Linked DNA regions of Mus musculus: regions 2, 3, 4, 5, 6 and 7 are each linked to region 1. The links are chromatin contacts, called in public promoter capture Hi-C maps. All regions are on one chromosome and are shown on one strand. Each heading gives the region's core, a stretch centred on a gene start, on an enhancer-like site or on the middle of the called end of the contact. The rest is flanking DNA. Distances are from core to core; before and after follow the strand shown.

The links. Promoter capture Hi-C pulls out the DNA fragments that hold promoters and counts their contacts.
Region 2: a promoter capture Hi-C map of pre-B cells shows a contact between it and region 1, with 3 times the contacts expected there. The contact joins the promoter of Pknox1 here to the promoter of Brpf3 in region 1. A contact is called at or near these places in 2 of 39 promoter capture datasets (liver and pre-B cells).
Region 3: a promoter capture Hi-C map of liver shows a contact between it and region 1, with 7 times the contacts expected there. The contact joins the promoter of Fbxl16 here to the promoter of Brpf3 in region 1.
Region 4: a promoter capture Hi-C map of liver shows a contact between it and region 1, with 3 times the contacts expected there. The contact joins the promoter of Rab40c here to the promoter of Brpf3 in region 1. A contact is called at or near these places in 2 of 39 promoter capture datasets (liver and pre-B cells) and 1 of 9 other capture datasets (adipose tissue).
Region 5: a contact with region 1 is called in a promoter capture Hi-C map of liver, with 5 times the contacts expected there. The contact joins the promoter of 1700022N22Rik here to the promoter of Brpf3 in region 1. A contact is called at or near these places in 2 of 39 promoter capture datasets (liver and pre-B cells) and 1 of 9 other capture datasets (liver).
Region 6: a contact with region 1 is called in a promoter capture Hi-C map of pre-B cells, with 2.7 times the contacts expected there. The contact joins the promoter of Dusp1 here to the promoter of Brpf3 in region 1. A contact is called at or near these places in 1 of 39 promoter capture datasets (pre-B cells) and 1 of 115 datasets of contacts at active chromatin or transcription factors (astrocytes).
Region 7: a promoter capture Hi-C map of pre-B cells shows a contact between it and region 1, with 4 times the contacts expected there. The contact joins the promoter of Slc37a1 here to the promoter of Brpf3 in region 1. A contact is called at or near these places in 2 of 39 promoter capture datasets (liver and pre-B cells).

The regions. Positions count from the first base shown.
Region 1 is chr17:28,799,767-28,802,466 of GRCm38.p6, reverse strand. It overlaps Brpf3 (bromodomain and PHD finger containing, 3), which reads right to left and starts at 1,341. Exons shown (of 13, transcript NM_001081315.1): 1 at 1,106-1,341.
Region 2 is chr17:31,563,326-31,566,025 of GRCm38.p6, reverse strand. Pknox1 (Pbx/knotted 1 homeobox) reads right to left here and starts at 1,253. Exons shown (of 11, transcript NM_016670.3): 1 at 1,138-1,253.
Region 3 is chr17:25,807,822-25,810,521 of GRCm38.p6, reverse strand. It overlaps Fbxl16 (F-box and leucine-rich repeat protein 16), which reads right to left and starts at 1,423. Exons shown (of 6, transcript NM_001164225.2): 1 at 1,136-1,423.
Region 4 is chr17:25,918,309-25,921,008 of GRCm38.p6, reverse strand. It overlaps Rab40c (Rab40C, member RAS oncogene family), which reads left to right and starts at 1,295. Exons shown (of 7, transcript NM_139154.2): 1 at 1,295-1,357; 2 at 1,460-1,644. The coding sequence starts at 1,503.
Region 5 is chr17:25,984,488-25,987,187 of GRCm38.p6, reverse strand. It overlaps 1700022N22Rik (RIKEN cDNA 1700022N22 gene), which reads right to left and starts at 1,358. Exons shown (of 2, transcript NR_166913.2): 1 at 1,152-1,358. It overlaps Capn15 (calpain 15), which reads left to right and starts at 1,314. Exons shown (of 12, transcript NM_001347334.1): 1 at 1,314-1,717.
Region 6 is chr17:26,507,101-26,509,800 of GRCm38.p6, reverse strand. It overlaps Dusp1 (dual specificity phosphatase 1), which reads left to right and starts at 1,329. Exons shown (of 4, transcript NM_013642.3): 1 at 1,329-1,844; 2 at 2,082-2,227; 3 at 2,597-2,700. The coding sequence starts at 1,478.
Region 7 is chr17:31,294,920-31,297,619 of GRCm38.p6, reverse strand. It overlaps Slc37a1 (solute carrier family 37 (glycerol-3-phosphate transporter), member 1), which reads right to left and starts at 1,396. Exons shown (of 20, transcript NM_001242427.1): 1 at 705-1,396.

The DNA of each region.
Region 1 (2,700 bases), core at 92-2,591:
CGAAGCCCTGAGGGCACGAGATCCCGTACCAACCTCAAGGTCTCAAAAGTAGTCCCAGCCAACAGATTCCATTCCCCAATTCTCCAAAGGCAAGCAGCCTCTGGAGAGGAAACACACACTTCAGTATCGATTTTGAAGAATCTACAAGAACCCCATCCTGTAGTCTCAGAAGTCGTCTCCATCCCCATTCGGGGCTCCCGCGATGCGATCACAGGGGGCAAACCCATGGGACCCAGCTGGGCTACTGCCAGGGGAAACCAAGAGTTTCGCCTACAAGGAGCTAACAACTAGACCAGGGTTGGTATTTTTTTTTTGGCGGGAGTTTCCTCACGTACACAACTCTTCCCATACACACACTGCCGAGTACCCCCAACAGCCCCCTTCAGAGACGTTCTTAGCGACCCGGGATCCCCAACTCGACCACCTCACCCTGGCCCCCGAATGAGGAGTTTCAACAATTGGACGGAACCCGCCCTGCACGCCACACAAGGGACTCATGAGACCAGGTAAGACTCCAGACAAGGTCTCTGTCCCTTTAAAGGGACTCCTCTTCCAGTGGAATCTTCACGACACCCCCCGAAGGAGAAAAAAGAGAAATATCTCCCCCTAAAAAAAACAACCCAGAGGGTAGGCGCACCACAGATAGACGCAGAGTCCGACCCTCACAGAGAAAGCGAGCGCCAGCGAACGGCGGAGGGGTGGGGAGGGGGGGGGAGGACGCGGAGATGCAAGCACTTATTGGCCGCCCAACCTGCCCGTCAAGGGGGAACCCGTGCGCCGAGGGCGGCCCCTGAAGGCGGGACTCTGGTCTAGCCAGGCCAATAGGGGAGCACGGGGAGGGCGGGGCTTAGCCGTTTGGCTGCCAGGACCGGGGAGAAACAAGATGGCGGGTGCGGGAGGGGGTCCTCGCTTTGCAGCTCCCTTCCGCGCGCTTTTCCCGGCCTCGTCGCCGCCCTCGCTCCGGGGGAGAGGTCGCGCGTCACCCCCACGCCCCATCGGGACACCCCTGTGCGCCCCGGCCGCCCCCTCGCGCGCAGCGCTCGCTCCCCGCCGGCCCCCGCCGCCCCCGCTCGCTCCGGCCCCGCCGCCGCCGCCCCCATTTTACCTCAGCCGCCGGCCGGGCCCCTAGCTTCGGGGGCCCCCTGAGCGCGAGCGCGGCCGGCCGGGTGAGCGGCCGGGCGAGCGGGCCGGGCGAGCGAGCAGCTCCGTGCGCGGCCCGGCTGAGGGAGCGCGGCCTCCTCCCGCTCCGGCCCTCCGCTCCGTCTCCCCGGGCCCGGCCGCCTCTCCCGGGGGAGGAGGGGGAATGGAGCCACCGCCGCCACCACCGCTGCCGCCCGCCACGGAGCCCGGCCGAGGGGAGGGAGGGATCAGCCCCCAGGCAGGATCCGCCCCTCGGCCTCCCCCCGCCACCTCCACCCCTTCCCTCACTCCCTCCCCGGATCGAGCCGCCGCACGCGAAGCGGGAGCGCGAAAGCGCGGGGAGACCGGAGCGGATGCCCCCGCCCGAGCCCAGCCCGGCGCGGCGGCAGCGGCGGCGGGGAGACGGGCGGGGAGATGAGCGCGAAGCGGCAGCGCCACCTCCACGGGGCACCGTCCCCGGCACGGCCTCACGGTGGCGGTGCGGACGCGGCGGGGCCGCTTCACCCTGGGCCTGTCCCAGAGCTGATCTAGTCGGGGTTCCCACTCTGAATCCACGGAGCGGTGGCTCACCCCATCCCAGCCAGAGCGTGGGGCCACCCGCCGCCCCCGAGGTGGGAACGCCCATGCTCCCACCCACCCACAAAGCTCGCCCCAGGACGACCCCGGAGGGCCACACTGTGTGTGGCTTCCCAGAGTGCAGGTGGCTGCGAAGCCTCCAGAAAGTCGTCCCTCCCCAGGCCCCCGGGACAAAGGTCTAGCGATGTCCACCCATCCCCTCCCCCAGTGCGGACAGCCCGGGAAAGACCCGTGCCTGTGGTGTGTGTACAGGTGAGCCTCTCCTGGCACACAAGGCTGCCACGGACCAGACTTTTCCATCTGTGTGGAGTTTTTTTTTTTTTAAGTAAACATAAAAGTTTGACAGTCTGCTTAAGCGTGCCTCGTAATTCCGTTTGTCACTCTAGGCATGGGAAATACTTTTCCCCTTGAATTTGATTTGGCCAGGAGTCGGTTAATTTAATGCACTGAACGGCTTTCTCAAAGGCAGCCTGCCTGTCAAACAGCAACTCCCAGACTTTGAAGTGTACTCAAGCTGCCTTTTGTTCTAATAAAAGAAAAAATAAATAGAAGAAAAGGTCCCTTTGCCCCTCCACGAGCGCATGTACCTATAAATTTGAAAGCTTACCTCGTGACAGAGATCTTAAGCACCAATACTTAATGATGCTTATAAAGGATATATGGATAAACTGCTATCGAAGATGAAGATGAATGATATATTTTGAAAGCGTTTCCTCTACACGAACGGCTGGTGAGACTTTCAATTGCTCGATTGGCTCTGGTATCCAGGACCTGGGTACTACAGTTGAAAGAGTAGAGAATAAACATTTCTCACGGCCCAAACCTTGTGTTTTTATTTACATTGAAGTATAGGTGTTCAGCATCCTAAGAGTTGAGAATTTACCAGTTGAGTGAAGCATGGAAGTTGGGTTTCCTTACAGGAGTGTGTTCTTGATAGATGGTAATAACATACTGCAAAAATAACCAATTTTTAAGAAGGAAAGG
Region 2 (2,700 bases), core at 4-2,503, 2.8 Mb before region 1:
GTTCTCCAGGAAGAACCTTAAGCTTCAACGGTACCTCACACAATGGTGGATCTAAGACTCAGCGCGCTATTGCCAACGGGATGGCCCGCACAGGCTGGGAGGGTTTAGGGACTCTTGCCTGCCTCACCTGGACACCGAATGAGCAACAAAAAGCGTGCTAGCAACGCGTTCCCGCCTCAGTCAAATCCTTCCCTGGAGTGTTTAGGGAAAGCTCATTTTTCTAGTGCTATGACAGGAGGCCTGCTTAGAGGCGTGTTCTTCCATCCTTTAGTGGAAATCACCCACATCTTTAAAAAAAATAAAATAAAACAAAAACAAGTCACTTCTGGAAGAGGCTTCCCTGTCGAGCCGACACCCACGTCTCAACTATCCAGAATCCCTGATGTGTGCTCAATCTTGGCCCCCGTGGCCCGCGCGCTCCCGGCTGGCGCGGTGGGACCGACCGCGCAGGCTACGGCCTCCGGAGCCTGGAGCCGCGACGTCGCCGGGCTCGGTGCTCCTAGCCGCACCGCTTCCCTTCTCAGATACACACGGAGCAGGCACAGCGGACCAAGCGCTCCTCGAGAAGCTCTCCCCGACGGGCCGTGGACACGCGCGACACGCTGTCACCATCCGCGGACTCCCCCGGGAAGCCCCACACCGGCTCCGGCCGCCCCTCTGGGCTGCCGACCCCGCCGCCATCTTCCTGCCGCGCCGCCCCCGGGCCTCGGCCCTCGGCCCTCAGCCCGCCGCCGCGCGCCCCCGCCGGCCCGCGCGCCCCCGCAGCCGCGAGCTGCACTCCGTGAGCGACGGTTAGGCGCGCGCTTCGAGCGGGCCCAGCGCGGAGGCCCTGCCGCCTTCGAGAAATTTCCGCGCCCCTGAACCCACACAGGAAAACAAGCCGGGCGCGCCCCCGCGCCGCGGCCTCAGCGCCCCCTCCCCCCATCGGCGCACCCCTCCCCCCGCCCCCGCCCCCGCCCCGGGCGCGGGTCAAGTGCGGCCCGGGGCACCGCCCGCCCGACCGCCCGCCTGGCCCGCGGCGGAAGAGGCAGCGGCGGAGGCGGCGGCAGCGGCGGCCTCGGCCGGTGTGATTGATAGGGACGGCGGCAGCGAGAGCGGCGGCGGCGGCGGCGGCGGAGCGGTTGAGTGACAGCTTACCTGGGTGCCAATCTTCATCACACTGACAAGCGGCTGCAGCAATCGGGACCCGCAGTGCCGCGCCCGCGTCCAACCGTCACGCCGACGCCGGGCCACGCGACACAGCCTCGCTCAATGGGAGGAGGGCGACGCCGATGCGCGCCGCATCAATATTCACCGCGGGGGCGGGGCCTGCCGACCCCGGGCCCCGCCCCCGCCCAGCGCGACGGCGGGCGGGGGGCGGGGCGGGTGGGGCGGGGGCGAGGCAGGGGGCGGGGGAGGGCCCAAGCGGGGCGGGGCAGAGGCCGGTCCCGCCCCGCTGCGCGCACTCAGCCAGGCCCCACCCAGCGGCCCAGCCCGGGCGCCAGTAGCAGCCTGCCCCGCCCCAGAGGCAGAGCTTATGTTTCATGACCACGCCGTGGGGCGTGGCCCAGAGAGCTATAGACCACGCCTCCTCTGCGCACTCGTCTGCTCCCTCCCTTCGGATAAAGGTTTGTGGAACTGGGTGGAACCATCTGCAGCTCAGGCGGGGAGTACGGGCTGTACCATCAGAGGACCTTCGCGATTCTGGGCCTCCCGGCTCTAGCCCTTCGTTCTGAGCGGCGCCTCGCAATCAAGGTTCTGGAGCTGGGGTAGGCGCGAGGAGGTAGGCGTTCATCTTTAAAGACCGAAGGACTGAGCGCTTGAGATGTTTGCCCTGGGATCTAACCATGGATGCAGTCTCCTGACTGACCGTGAAGTGACTGCGGTCTGACATCTGGTCCGTTAGGACTCCAGGCCAAAAAAAAAAAAAAAAAAAAAAAAAAAAAAAAGAAAGAAAAAGAAAGAAAGAGACCTTTCCTTAGGAGGACTGGACAGTGTTGTCTCTAGTTGAAGCTCTGCCTAACCAGATCATCTGCAGCAGCGTACCCCGGGCCCCGTGGCTTCACTGATCGAAGTAAAAGACAGAGCGAAAGAGGCCCTCAATTTGCCTGGCTTGTCTAGGCAACAGTTTTATGCAGTGGCCGCCTGAGTGTGTGATCGGTGCTTCTCATCCGTACACAGATTAAAGCGGTTCTGATGACCCCACACTCCTCAGGAGGAGCCTTGTACCCCAGGACTGTTGGCTGGAAGGGGCCTGAGGAAGCCGCAGCATGTGTTTGGTAGGACACCCTCCTGTGTCCTCAAGGCTCCACAGACACCCCAAGGCATCACTCTCTTTGTAGCTACAGTTCGGTTCACCACAGAACCCACGTGGAAGGAGAAAACCAACTACCAACACATGTGTGGTATGCACACACATTTGTCCACATACAATAGCAACAACAATATTAAAATTTGAAAAACTGGGTTTGGGAGCTGAAGATATGGCTCAGCTGATAAGAGTGCTTACCTAGCATACACAAAACCCTAGGTGGGATCCCCAACACACATTAAACCTTACCAGGTTTAATATGGTGACATATGCCTGTTATCTCAGCACTTGGGTAGTCGAAGCACAAAGATCAGAAGGTCAAATTCATTCTTATCTACCTTTTGAGGTCCTAGCCAATATGGAATACATAGGGACCTTGCCTCAAAGAACAAAGTTATTAAGCATTGCAG
Region 3 (2,700 bases), core at 174-2,673, 3.0 Mb after region 1:
ACATCACCCACGTTTTCAACCTTGACTTTCCCTCTCTTCTCCCAATGGCTCCCAGCCCGGCCCTCAGGCCACGTCTAGGCAGGAAATCGAGGCTCCACCATGCCTCTGACCTGATCTAGGCAGCCCCTAATCATCCAGGCTCCTGTCCCAACACCGGCCCCCCCCCCGCCCCTCCCCCCTGCTGCGATGAGGCTGCTGTCCAGCACTTCATCAAAGTGTTGGGCTGGAACAGAGGGTCCCGTGTCCCGAAGGGGCAGCAGGGAGGCCTGAGAAGACCCTGGTCAGTGGGCCCTGGGACAAGATGGCAGTGGAAGTCGGGCCTCCAGGAGGGAGCAGGTGAAGTGGCATCTGCCATCTGCTCCTGGGAGGTCAGCTGCTGGCTCGGGCTGGGAGGGGCTAGCAGGAGGGCTGCTAGGCCAGATCCAGGCCTCAACAGTGCAGCCTTCTCTCCTGGGATGACGGGTGGGGAGGATCCCCCACTGACTAACATCCTAGAAGGACATGGAAGCCCTGCTCAGCAATCTCAGGATGCCCATTCCCCATTTTGAAGCCTTCCAATCTTGGCCAAGGCCCATTTTCTTTTTCTAGAACCAAAGACATGCCAGCCCACTCCCTGGTATAGAGCTGTGGGCGGCAGCTCTATACCAGCTCATGTCCAGAAGGCGTCCAGGACCCCTAGGCCACATATCCACATGGCTCCTCCCTTTTAATTGTATCAACACCTGTCACGTCCTCCAGTCCGCCGGAGGCTCATAGGGCTGGAGTGGGGAGAGCCCAGAGCCAAGCCAGAAGGAGTGGGGGCTGACGGCCTGCAGTTCCGCGTCCTCGCAGCCACCGTGCTTCCTCTCAGCAATTCCGTGGTACGGAGATACAGCCTGACCGCGCTGCCGGTAGCGAGCGGGGCGCAATCAGGCCGGCCACTAGGGTTAGGGGCTGCGGAACCGCTGGCTCAGCGGCCGAAGGGTGAGGTGGGGAAGGGGCTGCGATTACGTAAGCCCTGCTCAGGCGGCGGCGGCCGCGGCGCAGTCCCAAGTCCCCACCCCGCCCCCTCCTCATTGTAGCCTTCGCGGAGGCAGTGGCTCGACCTGGACCCTCCCCTCCCCGCAGCCTGGCCGCGCGCGCACACACACCTTACCTCGGCCAGGGCTTCTGGCTCATGCCACGCTGTCCGCCGGGCGACCTCGCGTCATGGGGAGCTCAGCACCCGAGCCGCCTAGCGCGGAGGCGGCCGAGGTGCTGGACTGGCTAGCAGGGCCCGACTGCGCCCCGCGCCCGGCGCCCCGCGCCAGGGCCCTCTCCGCAGAGTTCCGAGCGGAGCTCCCCGGTGGGAGAGGATCTGCCGCCCTGAGCCTCCCACCGGGGAGGCTGAGGCTGTGCCCAGATAAATAAGGCCGCTTTGCAGGGAACCCGGCGGGCGCCTCCTCCCTCCCCTTCCCCTCCTCCCTGCGCTCCTCCTCCGCGCTCCTCCCCGCGCTCCTCCGCGGCCGCCGCCGGCGCCGCGCGTGCCCCCCGCCCGGCCCTAAGAGCCGCGCCCTCGCGCGCTCCCGGCGTCCGGACCAATCCGGGTTCTAGAGCCAGGCTGAGGTGTCGAGAATCCCCAACCCCGCCCCGCTCCTCTCCGCGCGCTCCCGGTGCGGTACCGACGGGCACGCGCCAGGCGGCAGCACCCGCTCAGCGGCCGGTGTTCGCACAATAACAAACCCCGTAGGCCGCGCGGCCGAAGAGCAGCTTCGAGTGTCCCATCTGCACAAAGTGGTGGCGACCCAGAATCTTGCCAGCTGAGGAGAATTGCGGTCCTTGGCGCGAGCGGTTGGCAGTGGGGTTCCGGATCCTGCGCAGATGCAACTGGCCCTATGTGCCCTTGCTTGGATTGCCACCTGTGAGGGCGAGGAAAGAGAAGCCGAGTGGAGACATCGACATCGTCGCACCTCCACACACACACACACACACCCTCCTTATGGCCCCTAGGATTCATATCCCTTCCGATCCTGTTGCGAGTCAGGCAGAAGAATCCCTGTTCTGGGTGACATAGTCACACACTTGCAAGCAAGTGACTAAAGCAAGCGTCAATGAAAACACAAGACAGTGGAGTGATAGTGGGGAGGGGTTACTTCTGACAATGTCACAAATGATCTGAGACGCCCTCTCTGTCCCCATAGCACTTGGTAGGAATGGTTCGAGAATCGACCTGCCTTATGGAGTTCCACAGGTTCGCTCTGAGATGAAGTAGAGGTCAGGTGGTGGCAGCCTGTATGGACCAGGGAGGGTGGTTTGTGTAAAAGGACCCATTAAGGGCTGCTGGAGAGCCAGACCTCTCAGCAGGCTAAAGGGACCCCAATCTGGGTCTCTCTTGAGACCAGAAACAGCAGATGTTGGGACAGCAGAGTAGCGTCTTGGAAGAGAAGGAGCTTCAGGGTGGAATGTCCTCAGATGAGACCAACTGCTGTGGAGATGGGAGGTCTGTCTCCTGGGAATGATGTGAGGCCTAGGGGCAATAAGAAAGGGAAGTAAGCTGTATCCTAGCTGGTGTGTGTGTGTGTGTGTGTGTGTGTGTGTGTGTGTGTGTGTGTGTGTGTGTGGTGTATGATCATATATGTGAAGGTGCAAATAGAAGTTAGAGGGCAGTCTCAGGTATTTCTTAGGCAGTGTGTGTGAGTGAGTATATGTGTGTGTGTGTGTGTGTGAGAGAGAGAGAGAGAG
Region 4 (2,700 bases), core at 46-2,545, 2.9 Mb after region 1:
GTTTTTTGTTTGGTTTGGTTTGGTTTTGGGTTTTTGAGACAGGGTTTCTCTGTATAGCCCTGGCTGTCCTGGAACTCACCCTGTAGACCAGGCTGGCTTCGAACTCAGAAATTCGCCTGCCTCTGCCTTCCGAGTGCTGGAATTAAAGGCGAGCGCCACCACGCCCGGCTTATGTTTTACGTTTTAAATTTTTTGCTATTTATGTGACTTGTGAATGCACTCTTAACCAAGAACGCTGTCCGTGGCCCTCCAGCCTTGGAGCTGGCCGACCGAGTGTGCACATGCAATGCGTTGCCCATCCTGGAGTTCACCGGGCCAACGCTGCTCAGTCGCTGGTCCAAGCCCTCAGGATCCGCTTTGGGAAGGATGTCCCCCACAAGAGACAGCTCAGAGGTGGACTTCAGCCGCCATCCTTGTGCCAAAACACTCAGTAGCGGCCCCGCCCACTCCGCAGCCAGGAGGAAGTCCCACCCCTTGGAACAGCCCACAAGGGAGAGAGGCTTGCCCCTCCAGGGCGAACACTAAGTGGCTGTCCCCGCCCTGCCCTCAGGGAAGGCGAGCCCCACAGTGTACGACGAACTTTGTTACTTCCCTTCTGGGTCTCTGTGAGAGCGGCCGGCCAACGCAGCTTGATAGATAACCTGCCCCCTTCCAACACCCTCCTCCCGGGACTCAGCTGAAGCAGGAGTTATCTCTACCCTTCCGCTTGTCCACGAGGGGGGAAGGGTAGACTTGTGTAATGTTTGACTCTTGATTGGCCCGAATTAGGAAAGGGGTGGGCCTAGGAGGTTATGATCGATGTTAGATGGCACAAATGCCTTAGCAGTAGTAGCCAATGGTGATGACGAGGGGGCGGGAGGCCAGGATGTTGCAGGTCGGTGCCCGGCTACTATGGCTCTGAGGCATCCTGCAGGAAGCAGTAGGGGTTGGGATGGACATGCAAGAGCAACCAATGATTTCGGAAAATCAGTGGGAAGTAGCCAATGGTCACAGCGAGGAGGCGGGGAAAAACGCCAGCCTCAGCAACACTGTGTACGAAATAGCGGGGACGGGACTTCAGTGATAGACAAGCATGTAGACCAACAGAAGTGAGAAAGAGGGTGGCAGCGGGCCAGTAGCAGTGGCGAGTGGGCAGGGCGGGGCGACCGTGGGCTGGGCGGCACCTTGTGTGGGGCGACGTGGGGGCGGGGCGACCGTGACGGCCAGGCTGCCAGGCCAATGGCCCGGAGAGGGCCGGCGGAGGGTGGCCAATGGCGGCGGCGCATCCGGGGGCGGGGCTGCGGGGCTGCGCGGTGCCGTGCGGGAAGCGGCGGGTGGCGGCGGCGGCAGCGGCGGCGGCGGCGGCTAGGAGGCTGAGGTGAAGCTGGCGGCAGCGGGGCGGGTGCACTGGGGGCGGTGGCCAGCGGGCGGGAGCATCAGCGTCCTGACCGCACGGCCGCTCACCAGCCTTCGCCCGCAGGTCTGGCGGCGGTGCCGTGGGCCGCGGTGCGGCGGGCGGGAGGATGGGCACCCAGGGCAGTCCAGTGAAGAGCTACGATTACCTGCTCAAGTTCCTGCTGGTGGGCGACAGCGACGTGGGCAAAGGCGAGATCCTGGAGAGCCTTCAGGACGGCGCAGCTGAATCCCCGTACGCCTACAGCAACGGTAGGCCGGGGTTGGCTGTGGGCGCGCGAGGTGGGAGCGGCCTGTCGCGGGAGCGGGCGGCCTCTGCGCGTGTCGCTGCGGTATCCTCTGGCCCTGCCTTGAGGAGCCGTCGGCAAGCGGGCGCGGGTCCTGGTGGCTACTAAGAAGTCACAGCAGCAGGTCTTTGGAGTCCATTAGGGCCTGGAATGGGCCGCGCGGCAGATACCGCACGACGGGCCCGGTGCTCACCGCACTGCCGCCGGAGGGGTTTGCTCAGAGACACCGCACCCTGTGCAGGGAGAAAATAGGTCTGCTGCGATGTGATTTTTGTTAACTTCCGGGTGCATGGCAAAAAATACACAAGGTAGATTGCATCACTGGCACTTGCCTGAGCTTGCCTCTTAATTTAGATATTTAAGGTAAAATCGTAGCTAACAGTGGGTGGGATTGGATCACAGGGGCTGCTGACTCCGGAGGAATTAATGTGCAGTGGGCCTGTCATCTTATATCACTGGACTAATTCTACCTTCCTGGTCGCTTCCCGAGTCCCTTTTACTCTGCTTTTTTACTTCATTCTCTGGGGTCTTGTTAGCCCTGTCTTACTGCTCTGAGTACTGGCGGTCTGGTAAATAACAGCTGAGTGTGTAGGTAAGACATCTACCACTCTTAGCAGTTAGGACTTGTCAAGGGTGATGACTGCCAGGACATCAGTGGAGGACCCTTCCTTTTGAACAGTAGCGCTGGATCTTCTCTGTAAGTCCTCCCCAAGCACCTCTCAGCTTCAGTTCACAGCAGGCATCTTCAGCGCAGGAAAGGAAGAGTCATGGTTTTACTTTGCAGGGTATGTGAAAAGACCTCTGCACAGCCAGGCAGCCTTGACTGGTATTTAACTGGGCGTCCCAGGGTGACAGCCCTGCTCAGAAAGGCTTTGGGGGGTTACCTTTCCAATGGGGGAGTGTGGGAAGGGCTGGGCTTGGCTTCAGAAATGCTTAGTGTTAACTTGTGCTTTGGAGAGACTGCTTGTCCCTGCTCCACTCTTCCTTTCCCCATCAGCTTCAACCACATATCCACACAGCC
Region 5 (2,700 bases), core at 109-2,608, 2.8 Mb after region 1:
GGGTGTCCTGTGGTCTGTGCACTCAACAGGGTGTCTGTCTTCTGGCCCATACTACACTAGCATAGATCAGGGCTCAGCCAACCTGGGATGATCCAGCTTTACCTGCTGTGTGATCATCTTACTTAGTGCAGTGATACATCATTGCACTAGTGATGACCCGTAGTGACCAGAGATACTGTCCTGGATCCAGCTTGGCCATTCTCCTGATCATGGGTATCACCTACTGATGAATGAGCAGTGACTTCACCACTGTCAGGGGGCTCAGGAAGACAGCCTCTGCTCCTCTCCTCTTGCCAAAATTTGGTGTCTTCCCCATTCAGGCATAGGTGTCCCCACAGCATCCTGAATTCAATGGCCAGTCTTTAGCTTTCTAGCTTCTGGAGCATGAATGATTTCCCAGAAACATTATCTGTAGTCTCTACTGAGCCAGACTCAGGTTTTCTGGGTCCGGGGGCAAATAGTACCCAATCTCTCACACAACATTCAGAGTGCCGGGTGTCCTTTTGCTATGTGCTATGTTTTTTTTTGTTTTTTGTTTTTGGTTTTTGGTTTTTGGTTGGTTTTTGGTTTGGTTTGTTTTGTTTTTTGAGACAGGGTTTCTCTGTATAGCCCTGGCTGTCCTGGAACTCACTTTGTAGACCAGACTGGCTTCGAACTCAGAAATCTGCCTGCCTCTGCCTCCCGAGTGCTGGGATTAAAGGCGTGGGCCACAACGCCCGGCTAGCAGCCTGATTCTTAGTTAGCTTTCAGTTGCAGAGGACAAGTGGCTGGAATTAAGTTAATTCGGGGGAGCCAAAGGGCTCTAATGGGAAATAGCTTGGGGGCTCTTGTGAACATAACTCAAAGGACTGCCTCAGATGCCAGTGTTTCTCTAGAAAAAGTGACGTGCCTATCTAGCACTCGAGTAAACACAGACCTCAGATGGAGTAACCTCGGAAGGAGCAGTGCCAGCACGGTTGCTGCTTCAGACCGTTGGGAAAGAAACCAGAAGTCGCTGGAAGAGGTAGAAAGCAGCCAAGGCAGCTAGGTTGGACTGTACCACCTACTGCCCCAACGCAGCAGACAACCGGTTCAGACCTTGTACAAAATCACGACCCAGACTCCCGACATCTCCCCTGGCGCAGTAACACTCGAACCCCGTGGACGCCTACCGGAGCCCAAAGCCCATCTTAAGGGGATCCTGGGAGCTGTAGTCCGTTCTCTTCCCGGATCCAGCGCGCCACATCAAACTAGCTTGGGAGTACCAACTGCATCCGTGAACTGAGCGTCTCCGGTCACGTTGGGAGGGCGAAATCTCAGGGAAAGAGTAGAGGGTAGGACCATTCATGGACTACAATTCCCGGCGTGCCTTGAGCCGCGTCGCTCTGCCCTGTGGGAGCCGTAGTCCCGGCTCCGGGTTCCCAGTGCCGCGTGCGCCCCTGACGCGCTGTAGCCTCGGGCCCCGGCTGGGCGCCACGCTACGGAAGCAGCGTAAGGCGTAGCGGGTAGGCCGGGCGGGACGGCGGGCGCTAGCTACGGAGGCGTTTGTAAGGTTGCCGGGCCGAGACGGATCTTCGCGGCCAAAACGCGCTAAGCCGGCGGAGCATCGCGGCTGGCGCGAAGGGGCCCTTGGTGCCCTCCGGTCGAAGTTGTGGGTCAACCGACTGAGGGCCGGCACTAGGGCCGCGCCCGCCTAGACCGATCGCGAGCGCTGAGGAGGCGCCGCCGGCTCGCTAAGGTGAGTTCCACGGTAGGCGGCCGGCCAGACGGCCTAGGACTCGTAGAGCTCGGCCTCAGGGCATCAGCCGGGATGCTCCATGTTTGTCCTGGGAGCAGTAGCCTGGCTTGTGGTGAGCGGGAAGGGGAGGGGGAAGCGCGCCGGAGGTGTGGGTCACTCGAGGCCAGCCTAGGAACCTCAGACGCAGGCGACCCTCGGTGCCTGCCTGTCCTTGAGTGCCCTCTTGTCCGGGGCTAAGCGTTGGCCCACTGTACGAAGGTATAGGTCGTGGGGGCACTGTCTGCAGAAACCTGCAGCTGCCTGGGGCGGCAGCAAGAGTAAAGCGTCCTGTGTGCCCCCTCATCCCACACTTCTGTTTTTGCGGGCCTGTCAGCAGGCCGAGAAAGTTACAGAGCAGCCCCTTGACAGCTGCGGGATTTTCTTTTTGTTTTCTGAAAAAGGGGCCCTTCCACGTCTGATTTGGGAACCCTGTTGTGTGGCCAGATGGTCCTTGCTAGGCTGGCTCTTAGGGTCCCTGAGTACAGATACTGAAACAGGACCGCGAAACACCTAGCCTCGAAAACAGGATAGATACCTCCTGAGTTTCAGGAGAACCTGAGAGCCTACCTGAGTGTTTGCTGCTGACCCTGCAGTTCAGCAATAAATCAGGAAGAACTGCTACTCAGTAAGAAACTGTGAGATTACCCCTCCAGTGGCAATTTCCCCTTTCCCAGTCTGGAGAACTGCAAGTCACAGATGTGGAGCTTGCCTCTTGAGTTTCTCCCTGCTTCCAGAGTCTAGCTGTCAGGGATGCGCTCAGGACCACAGTTCTGCAGTCTAGGGCAATTGTGTCTTGCTGAACAGTAGCTTGCCTCCATGGGGTAGTAGATTCTGTTTCCTTTGAGGTCCTTCTGCTCCACAGAGATGCACCCATTTCTTTTCTAACATCTAAGAATGTCTAGAGCTGTCTGACTGGTAGACAGGTCATTGACCTCCATGGAGGA
Region 6 (2,700 bases), core at 80-2,579, 2.3 Mb after region 1:
ACGCCCTTTAAAAATAACGTATTCTGAATTTACAGAAGAATCTAGGCAGAGCGCAAGAGCTAAGAGAGGCCAAAGCGGACGTTGCTGGGCAAAGACACATGGTAGTAAGACACCTCCCCTTGCAAAGAGGAAGAAACCGCAGAATGTTCCTGACTCGGCACCCCTTCAGAGTGGTGCAATGTTTATGTTTGTGTATCCAACTCCGTGGTGTTGCGGCGGACTCACTGCCTACCCTGTAGTCATGGAGTTTTGTGGAAGGACACACACACACACACCATTTCGGTCTTCCCAGGTGTGATGAGTACAGTTTGTCCCACAGAGTGGCGGATTCAAGGCTCTTGGCCCTGAGTCCTTGGTGTGCTCAGCTTCTGTTCAGTGGAGATGAAAGGCACGAGGGCAGATGCCTTTAATCCTTAGTAAGTCAGGGACAGGAGGATCTCTATGAGTTCAAGACTAGCCAGAGCTACACAGCAAGATCCTCTCTGAAACAAACAAAACAAAACAAAAGAAAGTTGTGTTGGGGGACAGAGGAGCAGCGGCTAGCAGCATCCTCTTGATGCCACGCGACGACAATGTTCTGGGCCGTCCCTAGGCGGCGCTGTGGAGCTCTACCCAAGTCTCCCCCACCCCACCCCCCCAACCCCAATGTTAAACCTGGGCTCCAAAGATCTTGCAACCCTCCTCCCTTTGCTCCAAGTAAGTCCTCTAGGGACCACCGCGGTAAAGATAACACTCCGGGGTGGGGGGTGGGAACTAACTGGAAGCATTCCCTTGTTCAGCGTAAAACTTTTAAAGTGACATTCAAGAAGGACGTCTCAACTCTCGCCATTTGTCCTCGGTATAGCCAGAGGGCTATAGACCGAATTAGTCATCTCTCACTACCCACTCCCCTTTCCCGCTCAGCTCGCCACGCCCACCACTCCAGCAGCCAGAGCCGGGCCAGCTGAGAACGTGATACCAGGAGTGGCCCCGCTCGTTCGGCGGAGACCCGCGGAGGGGAGCAGGGCAGGTGTCCTCAGGCCGCGCGTCCTGGCCACCCGGGCTGGCAGCGCGCCGTCCTGCCTGCGAGCCCAGAGGACAGGAGGGTGGGGGCCGGGCTGCGAGCCAGCGCTCAGAGCCGAGAGGCTCCTAGGCCGATGACGTCTTTGCTTTTGGCTTTGGCGGCGCCAAGCTCGGTAGGGCGGGTGACGTCACCGCCCGGTCACGTGTCTGCCATTCAAACAAACAAACCGTTCTCCCCCACCCCCACCCCACCCCCCGCTTCTGTGCCGCGCCCGGGACCGCCCCCGAGAGGCTACATAAAACCGCGCTCCGTCGGACGAGCGCGCAGTGAAGGACTGGCGGGAGGAAAGCGCGGTGAAGCCAGATTAGGAGCAGCGAGCACTTGGGGACTTAGGGCCACAGGACACCGCACAAGATCGACCGACTTTTTCTGGAGAACCGCAGAACGGGCACGCTGGGGTCGCTGGGGCTGGCCATGGTGATGGAGGTGGGCATCCTGGACGCCGGGGGGCTGCGCGCGCTGCTGCGAGAGGGCGCCGCGCAGTGCCTGTTGTTGGATTGTCGCTCCTTCTTCGCTTTCAACGCCGGCCACATCGCGGGCTCAGTGAACGTGCGCTTCAGCACCATCGTGCGGCGCCGCGCCAAGGGCGCCATGGGCCTGGAGCATATCGTGCCCAACGCTGAACTGCGTGGCCGCCTGCTGGCCGGAGCCTACCACGCCGTGGTGCTGCTGGACGAGCGCAGCGCCTCCCTGGACGGCGCCAAGCGCGACGGCACCCTGGCCCTGGCCGCGGGCGCGCTCTGCCGAGAGGCGCGCTCCACTCAAGTCTTCTTTCTCCAAGGTACGCTCTAGCTCTGGCAGGACTTATGCCATCAGCTAGGGAAGGGGCGTCCCACCTGGAGTATGGGGGCGCCGGCGTCCAGTCTCCAGGGGCTTGTCAGTGGCTTTGTTTCACTCCCATAACAAAGACTTCCTTAAGCCTTCCTTGTAAACTCGCAGCCCCTGGTGGGTGAGTGGCTTGTCTCCAGGTACTGTGTCGGTGGTGCTAATGAGAAAATATGTACCTTTGTATTCTCAGGAGGATATGAAGCGTTTTCGGCTTCCTGCCCTGAGCTGTGCAGCAAACAGTCCACCCCCACGGGGCTCAGCCTCCCCCTGAGTACTAGTGTGCCTGACAGTGCAGAATCCGGATGCAGCTCCTGTAGTACCCCTCTCTACGATCAGGTTAGTAGGAGTCCGGGTCCATGCAGGGCAGGGAGGTGGCAGAGCTGGCAGAGGTCTAGGAGGATTGTGCCAGGAGGATATAGAAAGCGGCTGCAGCTTTATTTATACTAGCGGGGACACGAGGATCTTTAGTCCATCATGAAGCAATTGGATGGAGCTGAGTCTCCCAGTTGCTGGCACGGAAGAGCTTGTTGGCTCTGTCCAGGCCAATGGGCTTGATTCTTTACGAATATTTTAATATGTCAACAGCAGTGCTGAGGTCACCAGTTTCAGAAACTCCCGTTTTCAGCGGGGAGTTTTTGTGGGCATGGGTACTGGTGCTCACGCTGGACGAGCTTGACGAATGCTGGACTGTTTTTTTGACTTCAGGGGGGCCCAGTGGAGATCCTGTCCTTCCTGTACCTGGGCAGTGCCTATCACGCTTCTCGGAAGGATATGCTTGACGCCTTGGGCATCACCGCCTTGATCAACGT
Region 7 (2,700 bases), core at 147-2,646, 2.5 Mb before region 1:
AAGCAAGAGTTGAGGGACGGACAGACACACCCACGATCCTCCCAGCTACCGGGCTCTGAGCTACCCAGAACCCATCAACCCTTCAAGGAGACTCAGGAGTGGGTGGGAGTTAGCAAAAGCAAGAGCAATGCCCCAAGGGGGGTTTTCCAGTCTTTAGCACACAGGCAACATCAAGGCAGCCTAAGGCAACCTGTCAAAATGATGGCACTTTATAAAAGGGCAAACCTGGGAACCAAACTCCCTCCAAAAGCTTCAAGAGTTTTGTTTTAAACCAAGACAAACACTAACTCCTCTAATCGAGCCCTTTCTAAGCGTTTAAAGGCTCCATTGGCCGTGGGAGATAAACAGAAACTGTTATTTTCACTTGTCCTGAGCTTAAATACAAGGAGTCAGAATTCTATCCACCATAGCTCTTAGCCCACTCACAGCAAACAACGCACCCCGGGTGTTCTCCACCGAACCAGACCTGTAACAATACTCCCAGGAACTCAGGGTGCAAACAGGACCCCCAAAAGAGGGAATTCTGTGTAAAGCCGAATAATATATTTACCAACTCGCCCAACTTCACGCAATTTAAGTTCCAGGGCGAGAAGGCAGGTAGGGAGGCAGGCAGGTGCAGAGAGCTCTAAAGACCAGGAAAAAGCACCTTAAGAATTTAAACCAAGAGCAAGGGGAGGGTCTTCCGTTCAAATGCAAATCTTTACCTGCGGGCCACCAAGATCCTTGGGTGGACCCTAAGTGCGCGGAGCTGGGGGACTTTTCCGGTGGTTTAAACCCTTTATTACCGCCCAGACGGTGGCTGTCACTGCGTTGGCCACAGAGCCCGGGCTCCGGGAAGCAGTTCTTTTAGCAAACAAACAACCGGAGCCCAGGGTGCTGGCTGAGAGCTTTCCCAAGGGCTTTGCGAGCCGGCTCCTCCTCCCAGGTCCTACAGCCGCTTGGCCGGGTGGTGAAGGCTACAGGCACGCCCACGTCCCCTACGAGCGGCAGCAGACAAAGCGCTGGGTCTCCGGCAGGCGTCTTCTCACAGCTGTCACTCGCGGCCTGGGGCCGGGAGGGGACCCAGCATCACAGCTAGGCGACCCCAGCCCCCGGGTCTCAGGGAACCTTTTGCTTCCACTTTCCCCGGGAATTCAACGTCACCAGCACCGGATCGCCCCCGCACTGTCTCTCAAGGCCACTCTAGGAGCCCTTACTTCAAAGACGTCCCACTCTAGGAAAAGCGCTTGGTTTGTCCCCGGCTCTCCAGCCACACAGCAGAGGGAGACAAACGGCGGAGAGGCCGAAGCGGGGCCCACGGCAGGTGCGTGGCGGCTGGCAGGTGAGCGCCGCTGGGGAGGGTCCTCCGTTGTCCCCGCGCCTACCTGCGCTCCGCAGCCCGCGTCGCGTGCTTCCTGCCGTCGACTTCCTGGAGCGGCCGCCCTTTCACTTTCCCGGCCCTGTGAACGCCGACCCTGTGCGGCTCCTCCCTCTCCCGCGCGCCCCCTGACCCCGGCCCCGCGCGCGCCCAAGGGATGCTCAGATCGCACACAGCCCGGAGATGCTCAGCTGGAGCATCCTCTAGCTGTTCCTGGGTCCCCACACCTGCCTGTCATGCTCTCCTAGGCCCCGCAGGACGCCGGGCTCTTACTGGCATGGTGCCCAGCAGCCAAACGCTAGCTCCTAGGGGACCTCACCACCACCAGGCTTTTGTCCCCGAGGCGGACCTTACTAATGCCAGCGACATAGACAAGTTCCGAGGTAAAGATTTGCTCCCTCGGAGTCCTGGACTGAGGATGGCCTCTCTCGGCCTACCACATCAAGTGTCAAGAGTCAAGAGCATCCGGTATGCTACAAATGGAGCTGGCACACGCCTGGTACCGCACCTGTGTCAGTGTGATAAATGGCTTGCATGGTTAAGTCCTGAAGGCCAGCCACCCCGGTCATGAGAAGTGCCCTGGCACACAGCTTCCTGGTCAATTCCGGATAATTATCTTTCAAACCCCACACCTCCTGCCAAGAATTGATCCTGGAAAGTCCGGGAAGGGCCTGATTACTTTTCTAAAGGGCATCTGCCTCACGCCTCCACGTGTCGGCCTGGCCTGGCATCCAAAGCCAGTCCTGCCGCTCAGCCCCCTGCCGCAGATCAGCACCTGCCTGGAACAGCAAAACCAGGCAGGAAAACAACTTCCTAGGAACACCCACTGGGTAAAACCGTGCCTAAACCAAAACCAACCCGATGCATGAACAGAGAGAGCCAGGGCGAGGGTGAGGAGTGTTTGGCGGGGGTAACTAGCGCCCTCTTCAGACTGGTTGGTGTACAGGCGGCCCACAGCTTCACTCTCCTCCCCACAGCCCACCCGCGCCACAAGCGCGAACGCAGTCTGCTGAATTGGGGAAGGCCCAGCCATACTTCTATCTACAGGCTTTTGAGAAGTGTTCTGTACCCTACAAGCAAAGTTGACTTCCTGTTTGAGCCACCTGCACCCACATCTCATATAGAAGTGGCCGGGGAACTCTGGCCACTCTACCCTGTTCCTTTGGCTAGATGTTTCCCACCCCACCCCCCTTTTTTTCCTCCCTAACTCTCCATTCCTTGTAGGCAGCAACTCAAGTGGACGCTTACATCTACTCTAGGCGCCTCCTCCCCATGTCACTAGTTCTCAGGCCTGCCATCACCAAGCTTGCTCAAGAGTCCCTTGCCCTTATGCCTGTGTTCCG